Regions from separate parts of the Sus scrofa genome. Here region 2 is linked to region 1. The links are chromatin contacts, called in public Hi-C maps. All regions are on one chromosome and are shown on one strand. The core of a region is the stretch at or near the end of the contact, and the rest is flanking DNA. Distances in the headings are between cores, read along the strand shown.

Evidence for each region. Hi-C and Micro-C count contacts between places; a contact is called where the count stands out from the background.
Region 2: a Hi-C map of liver shows a contact between it and region 1, with 2.8 times the contacts expected there. The contact joins two enhancer-like sites. A contact is called at or near these places in 4 of 47 Hi-C or Micro-C datasets (embryonic fibroblasts, liver and skeletal muscle).

What each region holds. Positions count from the first base shown.
Region 1 is chr8:30,564,786-30,570,372 of Sscrofa11.1, reverse strand. It overlaps RFC1 (replication factor C subunit 1), which reads left to right. Exons shown (of 25, transcript XM_005666588.3): 15 at 1,221-1,335; 16 at 2,871-2,962; 17 at 3,226-3,363; 18 at 3,768-3,863; 19 at 3,988-4,086. Among named protein-coding and RNA genes, the nearest start is that of RFC1, 68 kb to the left of the region's middle. Within about 2 kb of position 1,427, at least 1 of the 83 cell types and tissues checked has an H3K27ac peak or open chromatin away from gene starts, as enhancers often do. A contact at or near this core is called in liver, where this site is marked.
Region 2 is chr8:30,675,470-30,680,654 of Sscrofa11.1, reverse strand. It overlaps KLB (beta-klotho), which reads right to left. Exons shown (of 5, transcript XM_021101114.1): 2 at 4,121-4,631; 3 at 1,145-1,413. Among named protein-coding and RNA genes, the nearest start is that of RPL9, 21 kb to the left of the region's middle. Within about 2 kb of position 3,879, at least 1 of the 83 cell types and tissues checked has an H3K27ac peak or open chromatin away from gene starts, as enhancers often do. A contact at or near this core is called in liver, where this site is marked.

The DNA.
Region 1 (5,587 bases), core at 178-2,677:
TATGTGACAAATGAAACAGGCCTATAGCGGAGGGTGGGGACACAGTATGAACCCAGGTAGTCCAACTTTTCACCCCTACGGAACCCTCCTTTTGCTCTTGTTGTCTTCATGGCTGCCATAGCTAGATGGTGAGAAGACAAGGCACTTGGCACCCCAGGGCCTCATGTATCAGAATGGTAGGAATGGTATATGAAATGGTATCAAAATGATAAAATGGGGGATTTTAAATTTGCTTTAGGAGTTCCTGTTGTTGCTCAGTGGTTAACGAATCCGACTAGGAACCATGAGGTTGCGGGTTCCATCCCTGGCCTTGCTCAGTGGGTTGAGGATCTGGCATTGCTGTGGACTGTGGTGTAGGCCGGCGGCTACAGCTCCGATTTGACCCCTAGCCTGGAAACCTCCATATGTCGAGAGTGCGGCCCTGGAAAAGACAAAAAAAAGAAAAAATTAAATTTGCTTTAATGTTATTGCTGGATTTCCCAACTCTCTGTCTCACCCTCTTTGTTGTGTGGACCAGAGCGTACATTTTTAGCTGGTATAATAATTAATTATATATTTTCCACTCTTTGTAAACATTAAAAAAACAACAGGAGCAATTTTTTTCCCCTAATCTTTACAGTTGTAAAGATAACTCTTTTCCCCCTTGATTTTATCATTACTTTTTGAGGGATTGAATCAGAGTCTTTCATAATGCCTTAATATCAATATAATGGTGAATTTTGGGAAATGAGTCCAAATTACTTGATTTTTCACAGTTTGAGAGGAAGATTGTAAATGGATAGCTTGACAAAGAATGATTAAACTTTATTTATAGTTTATCTTAAGGAGTCTCTAATTACTTTTTGGTATTTTAACATAGATTCATTCTGTGTCTGATATTGAAGTTTTGGGATGGCCCTTATATTTAATTCTTTTGAAGACTTTAAGAAGCAAACTTAGTAAAATTGCTTGTTCATATATACTCTTTCAGATTAGTTATTTATCAACTGATGTTTTAAGATCAAATGTGTGTTTTTATATGTGTGTGGTATGTATGTATATTATATTTTAAATGTCTCTTAATGTGAGGCCTGTAAGAGTTAATCTTACTGTCATTAGTATTCTGCTTTCTACCTGTGGTTACTTAGGTGATTTTTCTATCCTCTTCCTCAGTTGCCTTCTTTCAGGGGAGAGTTAATAATTTGCATTGTGATAGTAATGGTTTCCAATATCTTGATTAGGAATTGGGATATAGCTATGTGGAACTGAATGCAAGTGACACTCGGAGTAAGAACAGTTTGAAGGAGATTATTGCTGAGTCGCTGAATAATACCAGCATCAAAGGCTTTTATTCAAGTATGTGGGTTTTTGAACTGTTTTGGGGGGAGGAGGGTTATGTAAGAAAAACAGGTTCAGTTCTGTGTCCATTAACTAGTATTGAACCTTACTGTGTGCCAGGCACCCTGCTAAATCCTGGGGCTAATGAGACAGTAAGAAGCACCTATGATGTAACTCTTACAGGACAGTAATTCACCTTCATCCTTCCCCCCTTTTTTCTGGTCTTAGTGGTTTCTGAATATGTGATAAAATGTATACATGGACATATTTATGAATTTTTGCATTGGTTTTAGAGGATTCACAGGTAAATCCTCTGACAAGGGAAAGTAAACAACTAACAGTGTGATGAGTGAGGTGATAGATGCTTTTAGATGAAGGAATGATTCTATTTGGAACATTGGGGAAAGCTACCAGTAAAATGGTGACTTTGTTCAAAGGGCCTTGAAGAATTAGACTAGTTTGTGGATGGAAGGGGTTATTTCAGGCAGAGGTAGTAGAGGAGGAGAAAAGACAGTGTTAAAGTGCCACTGGGTTTCGGGTTGTAGCTGTTAATCTGATGTAGCAGAGTTTATGGGGAAAATAAGATGCCCATATTACAGACTATACTGCATGTTCAGAATCTGTGGTATATTGCACAGTCACCTGAATTCTTGGTACTTTCAGTGGTAGAAAATTGTTAAAAATTTTCCCAGCAGATGTCACTTTTATACATGATTAGTGGGAGTGTCAGTTGGTACAACTCTGGAGTGCCATCTGACAGTGTTTCTCAAAGTTAAATTACACATAGCCTTTAACCCAGAAATTCTAGTTCCTTGGAATTTAGTAACTGTTATACTTGTATACAAAATAACATAGATAAGTAGATTCATTAATTATGATTCATAATAAAATTGGAAACATCTTCATATTTTATCAATGGAAAGTGATTAATTATGATAGGTGTATAAAATGGAATATTTGAAAAGCCTTAAAAAGGAGATGATCTATATCTGCAGATAAGAAACAGGTCACCGAAATATATTAAATGACAAAACCAAGGTGTATACTTTCAAGTACACACGTTTTTAATATGAGTAGAATATCTCTTAAGGAATATGCGTACATGAGACTCCTCACATTCTTTACCTCCAGAGAGTGAAACTGGGTGCCCAAGGGGGCAGAGGTGGGAGAGGATTTCATGTCACTGCTTACTCATGTGCCTTTTTTTTGTCTTTTTAGGGCTGCACCCATGGCACATGGAAGTTCCCAGGCTAGGGGTCAAATCTGAGCTGTAGCTGCTGGCCTACACCACAGCCACAGCAACGCCAGATCCTTAACCCTCTGAGCAGGGCCAGGGATTAAACCTGGCATCCTCATGGATACTCGTCGGATTCATTACTGCCAAGCCACAACAGGAACTCCTCTTGTGCCTTTTGAATTTTGAACCATGGATCTACATTATCTATCAGTTTAAAATGTTACATATGTTACAGATTTTTTTTTTTAAAGCAGCAGTGTTTGAAGAATTGTTATTTTGTTTTTGTCCCATCCTATTGCTTTTCAACATGGTTCAGGTGGAGCAGCCCATTCAGTAAGCACGAAACATGCTCTCATCATGGATGAAGTAGATGGCATGGCAGGCAATGAGGACAGGGGAGGAATTCAGGTAAGGAAAGCACTGTATTTTTGCAGTTTTACTGTTGTTGCTTGTTTGTTTTTAGATTTTTTTTTTTTTCCATTATAGTTGATTTACAGTGTGCAGTTTTACTATTGATTTTAGGTTTTGTTTTTTTTTTTAAACTATCATGCTGTGTGGTATTTACAGCAATTGAGGCATGTTGCCTTTTAAAACCTAAAATACATACATTGTATACTTCGTTGATTTTTTTTTTTAGATAATTATTTTTGTGTTGCAAATTTGCCTTTCAGGAATTAATTGGTTTGATAAAACATACAAAAATTCCCATTATTTGTATGTGCAATGATAGAAATCACCCCAAGATTCGCTCCTTGGTTCATTATTGTTTCGATCTTCGTTTTCAAAGACCTCGGGTTGAACAGATTAAGGTATGATGATTGGATTTTTTTCCTCCATCATTCTTACCCTATATATTTTTAGGATAGTTTTTCAAAGTACTTGATAGGAGTTCCCATTGTGGCTTAGCAGGTTAAAACCCAACATAGTCTCTGTGAAATGTGGGTTTGATCCCTGACTTCGGTGGGTTAAGGACCCAGTGTTGCCTCATGCTGCGGCGTAGGTTGCACATGTGGCTGGGATCCGGTGTTGCTATAGCTGTGGTGTCGGCCGGCAGCTGCTGCTCCACTTCAACCCCTAGCCCAGGAACTTTCATATGCCACAGGTGTGGCCATAAAAATAAATAAATAAAAGTACTTGATAAATATTTTAAAAAATCTGACCATATGAACTTTAAAAAAATCATCGAGGATTCATTTCCCTTTGTCAATTTCAGGGTGCTATGATGTCTATTGCATTTAAAGAGGGTTTAAAAATCCCCCCTCCAGCTATGAATGAAATAATTTTGGGAGCCAATCAAGATATTAGACAGGTAAATTAAATATATATTATGTAACAGTTGATCATTTTATTGAATTGATGTCTTAAATGTTTTTGGGACAAAGAGTGGCAGTATTTCCCTATCTTTGACAGTGTCTTACTTGTGATTCTTTTAGGTTTTACATAATCTGAGTATGTGGTGTGCACGAAGTAAGGCACTAACCTATGACCAGGCTAAGGCTGATTCTCACAGAGCCAAAAAGGATATCAAACTGGTAAAGTAAATTTCCGTTTCTTAGTTCCTTAACCAAAGCACTTCTCCTCCTGTCAGTATTAATAAAAATAGTTATCATAGTTCCTTGAGACACCTATGGATATTTATAGCAAGAGGTTTTTTTTGTGTGTGGGGGGTGTTTTTGTCTTTTCTAGGGCTGCACCCACGGTATATGGAGGTTCCCAGGCTAGGGGTCTAATCAGAGCTGTAGCCACCAGCCTATGCCAGAGCCACAGCAACGCCAGATCCTCAACCCACTGAGCAAGGCCAGGGAACCCACAACCTCATGGTTCCTAGTCGGATTCGTTAACCACTGAGTCACGATGGGAACTTCAGCAAGAGATTTTTGACAGCTGCTAAAAGTATTTTTGATTCAAGTGACTTTTTTCTTAAGGACTGTCAATGTAATTGTAAATTTTGAGAAAGGGACAGTTTAAATCATGCTCATGCCTTCGTAGTTATATAATGGCCTTTCTAGAATCCCTTATGTATAGATTTCATGTTTTGAGTGCTTTGTAGCTGTTCAGAATAATCTTGTTTCAAATGGTTTATAGTTTAATGACTCCCTGAAGCTAGAGTAAAGGTCCATATTATTTCTGTGTTCTGTTTCACCTAGTCACCAGTCAGAATTCCTCATTGCCATTAGAGCAATGATTAAACAGTGTTCCCCCCCCTCCCTCTTTTTAAAAAATCAGTAAACGTTTTTAGAGTTGTTTTAGGTTCATAGCAAAGTTGATATTTCCTGTATATCTCCTATCGCCAGTAGAATAGTATTCCCCACTACCAACATCCTCCATCAGAGTGGTACATCTGTCACAACTGATGAACCCACACTGACACATCATCACCATAACCCAGAGTCCATAGTTGAACATTAGGGTTTGCTCTTGGTCGTACATTCTCTAGGTGTTGAAATATACATGTGTAATGGCATGTTTCACTGTTGTAGTATCATATAGAACACTTTCACTGCCCTAGAAATCCTCTTTGCTTTGCCTGTTCTTCCGCCAGCCCCTGGAAACCACTGTTTTTTTTTTTTTTTTTTTTTTTTTAACTGTCTCCATAGTTTCACCTTTTTAAGAATGTCACATATTTAGAATCCTGTATGTTGCTTCTTCTGATTGGCTTTTTTCACATAATAATATACACTTAAAGTTTCTCCATATCTTTTCATGGCTTTATAACTCATTTCTTTGTAGTGCTGAGTAATGGTCCCATGTCTGGATGTACCACAGTTTATCCATTCATTCACCTATTGAAGGGCATCTGATTGCTTCCAAATTTTGGCAGTTTTCAGTAAAGCTGCTATAAACATTCAGGTGCAGGTTTTTTGTGTGTATATGTTTTCAGTTCATTTGGATAAATACCAAGGAGCACAGTCATGAGATGGTACAGTAAAATTATATTTAGTTTTGTAAGAAACTATCAATTTGTCTTCCAAAGTGACTATACCATCTTGCATTCTTACCAGCAACGACAGAGAGTTTCGGTTGCTCCACAGC
Region 2 (5,185 bases), core at 2,630-5,129, 110 kb before region 1:
TATCATAAACTTAACACAATGTTGTATGTCAATATATCTCAATAAAGCTAGAGGGCCAAAAAAGAAAAATGTGTCAAGTAGGTAGTATGTTAGATAGTGATGAATGCTGTATAGGACAAAAAGCAGGACGGGGGAATGAGCGGTGATAGTGATGGGGTATGCTTTTTTTTTTTTTTTTTTTTTTTTGTCTTTTTAGGGCCGCACCCAAGGCATATGGAGGTTCCCAGGCTAGGGGGTTGAACTACAGCTGCTGCCCTACACCACAACCACAGCAATGTGGGATCAGAGCCGCATCTGTGACCTACACCACAGCTCACAGCAACATTGGATCCTTAACCCACTGAGCAAAGCCAGGGATCCAACCCGCACCCTCATGGATAGATACTAGTTGGGTTCATTAACCACTGAGCCACGAGGGGAACTCCATGGTTATGCTTTTTGGGATGTAGGGAAGCCTTATTTAAAAAATTTGTGCATGTGAATCTGCTTGTTTTTCTTTCATTTTTTAAAAGTTTTATCAATTTACAATGTTATGTTAATTTCTGCTAAGAGAAGCTTTCTTGAGAAGGTAACGGAGGCCCCATGGGGGTACAGAATCTTGGTAAGGCAAATGACCCAAATTCATCAAGTGACAGGAATCACTTAAATAAAGAACCACTACAATTTGCTTTTGGCAAAACAAAAATCTATAGATTTTTTTCCTTGTAATTTTGACACTACAACAAATGTCTCTCTCACAACAATGACTGTAAATTCTCCCTAGACTGTATGCTCCTCAGGGCAGTATGAATTCTGGCACATGAAAGATTCTCAGTATGCCTGAATTCTTCCCTCACTCTTCCTTCCTCTTTCCCCAGCTTCCTCTCATAACCTCCAAGTAATCATGGCATTCGATATTGTCTGACAGCTCTTAGGTGTCATTTTTTTGTTCTTTTTTTGGCCAAGCCCACAGCATGCATAAGTTCCCAGGCCAAGGATGGAACCTCAGCCACAGCAGCCCCTCAAGCCACTTCAATGATAACACTGGATCCTTAACCCCCTGCACCACAAGGGCGCTCTGGCCTAGATGTCATAGAGCAAAAGGAAATAAAATATTGTGTACTATTTGCCCCACTTTATAGTTAAGTCGTAAGTGGCTGCTTACCTTAAGGACAGATTCAGTGACACCCCAGGAGAAATCACAGGGAAACTGACCCTGCACATCTGGTGTGGACTCTTTTAAAGTGAAACCATTTTCTTGTATGATCTGTTTATAGTAACGTGCTGAAGACTTGGGCTTTCTTTCTTTATGTTTACTATTAAAATCCACATAAAACAATCCCCGGCGAGTGGTGTAAACATCCTGCCATTCAAAGCCATCCAGGAGGGACCAGGCTGTGTATCCAAACACTTGTATTTCATCAAACTTTATTGCTGCACAGGAAGAAAAAAACAGAAATGTTCAGAAGCCTAAATGGTCTGGTCCATGTTTATGACTTCACTAACGGCATGCTGGGGCAGTGTATTGTGAAACCAACTTTTTTCCAATTTGCAGGCCCATTTTATCAATAGAGAATTCATGGGTCTTTTTTTTTCTTTTTTCTTTTTTTCCTGCTCCCACAGCATGCAGAAGTTCCCTGGCCGGGGATTGAACCCGCACCACAGCAGTGACCTGAGCCACAGCAATGACAACACCAGACCCCTATCCCGCTGAACCACCAGGGAACTCCAGAAAATGCATGTTTATATTTGAAAAGTGGCAGTTATTTTCATCTAGAATGGTTCTCCCAAGTGAATAGCATAGTTAAAGGGCCAAGTTTTAAATATTCCTGAGGCTTAGTGTGCAAAATCTGTGTCAGAGGGCACAGTAAGTTCCAGAACCCTTTGGGACCAAAGCAGATGCCTGCTCATGGCCAAGAGTTTCTCATTTCAAGCTTGGGTTGGTTCCCATTTCTGTGAAACGATCCTTCAGGGTCCGAAACACCAGCTTTGCGAATGAATATATGTGAATGTAGATTGAAGGAGGAGAAAGAGGCGCAGTGATGCAAGAGAATAAGAACTGACTGGGTTGACGGGCAGGAGGTGAGAGGGCTTGCTCTCCTACACTCCTGGGACAGTGCTATTGGGCAAGTTTCTTGACCTCAGTTTCCTCATTTGTCAATAGAAAAGACTGGAAACAATGATCGCTTGGGACCTTTCTACCTTTAAAACTGACTCAATAGCTTTCAGGAATTAGGTAAAATGAAATATGCAATAAACACAACAAATACCCCAATCAATCATCAACTGTTTTTCTTTTCTTAAAAGCTTTCATCTTTCTCATGGAAAATGTCTCATTTCTGCCCTTTTGGCGTTTTCATCACTGACATTCTTTTCCCAAAAGGTGGAAAATTGATGTCAAGAGATTCTGGTGTGATAGATACATTTCAACAGGTCCTGATTCTAGTCCCTTTGGGATCATAACGCCTGGGGAATACACCCCTTCTGCCAGAGTGCACGGTATTTGGCCCAGGCCTCTGCCCTGGAGGGCCCCTGTGTGCATGGCTGGCCTGGCTGTGTCCCTTGTGCTCCTCCTGCAGGTTTGAGCAGCAGGGTCTGCTGTCCCTGAGGACCCTCGCTGAACACTCTCTCCTACAGAACCTGGAGTTTTTCTCTAAGCTTGTGACGTCTAAAGAGAGCTACAGAGCTGTAGAGTCACCGATCATTCCTTTATATGTGGGTGAAACGGAGCTCAACTCTATAGGGGACAGAGCCATCACAATTGTCCTCTGCTCCATCATTTCAATCAGCCACCTGCAGATGTCACTACTTGAGTAATGGAAAAAGGAATGAGGGGAAGAGCAGGTGTTAGAGAAATATTCGGGAACAATAGAAATTGCTCAGCCTTGCCATTCATGGCTCATTCTTTGTCTTCAGAATTTTTCATTGTTGAGTCATGTAGTAGAGTAAAAGGAGCCCAATCAAGAAAAGCTTTCCACGGAGTTCCCATCGTGGCTCAGTGGTTAATGAATCCAACTAGGAACCATGAGGTTGTGGGTTCGATCCCTGGCCTTGCTCAGTGGGTTAAGAATCCAGCGTTGCTGTGAGCTGTGGTGTAGGTCGCAGATGTGACTCGGATCCCGTGTTGCTGTGGCTCTGGCATAGGCTGGTGACTACAGCTCTGATTAGACCCCTAGCCTGGGAACCTCCATGTGCTGTGGGAGCGGCCCTAGAAAAAAAAAGCTTTCAGCATCTTAGGCTAAAGTACTACTGTTAGAAAACTTTGGACATGTCTCCTTTAGCATTAAGTCCTTTTTATTTTTTATTTTATTTTATTTTTTTCTTTTTACCACTGCACCTGCAGCATATGGAAGTTCCCCAGGTGGAGGTTGAATTGGAACTGCAGCTGAAGCCTACACCACAGCCACAGTGACTTGGGATCCAAACCCCATCTGCAACCTATGTAGCAGCTTGCAACAATGCTGGATCCTTAAACCACTGAGTGAGGCCTGGAATCAAACTGCATCCTCACAGAGACAATGCCGGGCCCTTAACCTGCTGAACCACAACAAAAACTCCCTTTTTATTTTTTATTTATTTATTTTTGGGCTGCAGAGTCACCATGTGTGGAAGTTCCTGCACCAGGGATTGAACCTGCTCCACAGCAACAAGCAGAGCCACTGCAGTGACAAAGCTGTGCATGGGAACTCCCATTGTTCCTTTATAAAGGAATGAAACAGCATCTTGTTGCCAATCAAGGCTGTATTTATAGTCTAAAATGATTTTGCTTTCAAATTCTTACTTAAAAAGGGCACGAGAGGGAGTTCTTGCTGTGGTGCTGTCGGGTAAATGTTGTGGTTTGTCTCTGTGGAGGCACCAGTTTGACCTCTGGCCTGGCACAGTAGGTTAAGGATCCGGCATTGCAGCTCTGGCTCAGATTTGACCCCTGGCCTGGCAACTTCTGTGTACCTTGAGGGGCAGGGCCTGGCTGAAAGAGAATAAATAAATGGGACATGAATGTAACATAAAAAATTCTGTCAACATTGGACCATAGAAAAGTCCAACAATAACAACACTAATCATATATTCAAAGGTGACTTTAAATATCCTAGAGCATAAATATTCAAATCGATTTTTTCAGTGGAGCTAACAAGCAACCAACCTTGAAGAACCTGGTTGAGGAAGTTCTTCATCATGTAGATGGCTGTGGTATCTTCAGTTTTCACGTGACTGTCTGTGAACCAGCCATTCTCTGTAATCAAGATTCGGGGATTGCCATATTCCAGCTTAATCCAGTTCAGCACTTCTCTTAAATTGAGTGACACATTTTGTCCCATTTTGGCCATGGTGTTGTGGGGCTTGAAATTGTTGGGTCCGAAGGAAAAGGCAAAGAAGTCTGCTGTTCCCCTCACCTCATTCTTCTCCGCATCAGAGAACTGGGGTAGAACGGAGAGCAACTTCTTTTTCATCACCTCTGGATAGTCACCATCCCCATGGATTGGGCTGGCAAACCACCCAAGCACAGAAACCATGGACTGTTGGCACTTGAGTATATCCATTGTATTTTCTGATCTGTTTGGTTCAATCCAATGGGATCCCAGCGTGATCGATAACCAACCCTTCTGATGCGGGCGGAAATTTCTGTTGTAGTTATGCCAAACTTTTGAATGAGCCTAATAAAAGAAAATATTACTAATTTTTATTATCCTTACTCATAGGGTTGTGACTTGGCTGGTAGAAGGTCTTTTCATGGATGAATTAATGAAGCATAGGGTGATGCGGGGGGAAAGCTGCCAGGGAATCCTGATAGCCTTAAAGTCCACTCTCCATTCACTTTCCCTGGGCTTCAACCTAAAGCCTCCCTTATAGCATCACCCAGGGGCAGGTAGAGAGCCCTGGTCCAAGCTCCGTCTCACTTCTCCTCTCCCTGGCTCCCTTTCAGGCCCTCTTGGGGCTGGGTACAGGTGAGACATGACGTGGATTATAGGATTTCTTTGTCTACATAAAAAGTCTCAGGGCAGTGATCTTTCATTGTTCTACAGAGTCTTCTTTCGGCTCTACCTTAGAAGTCCAGGATAATACAGTCTTGAAATTCTGTAAATGGATAATAATAGCGCTCAACTCCTAGGCTTGTTGTAAGGATTGAATGAATTAATGCACTTTAGAACAGTGTCTGGGACAGAGAAACCTCTATTTAAGTCTTAGCTATTGTTACTGTTAGTATAAA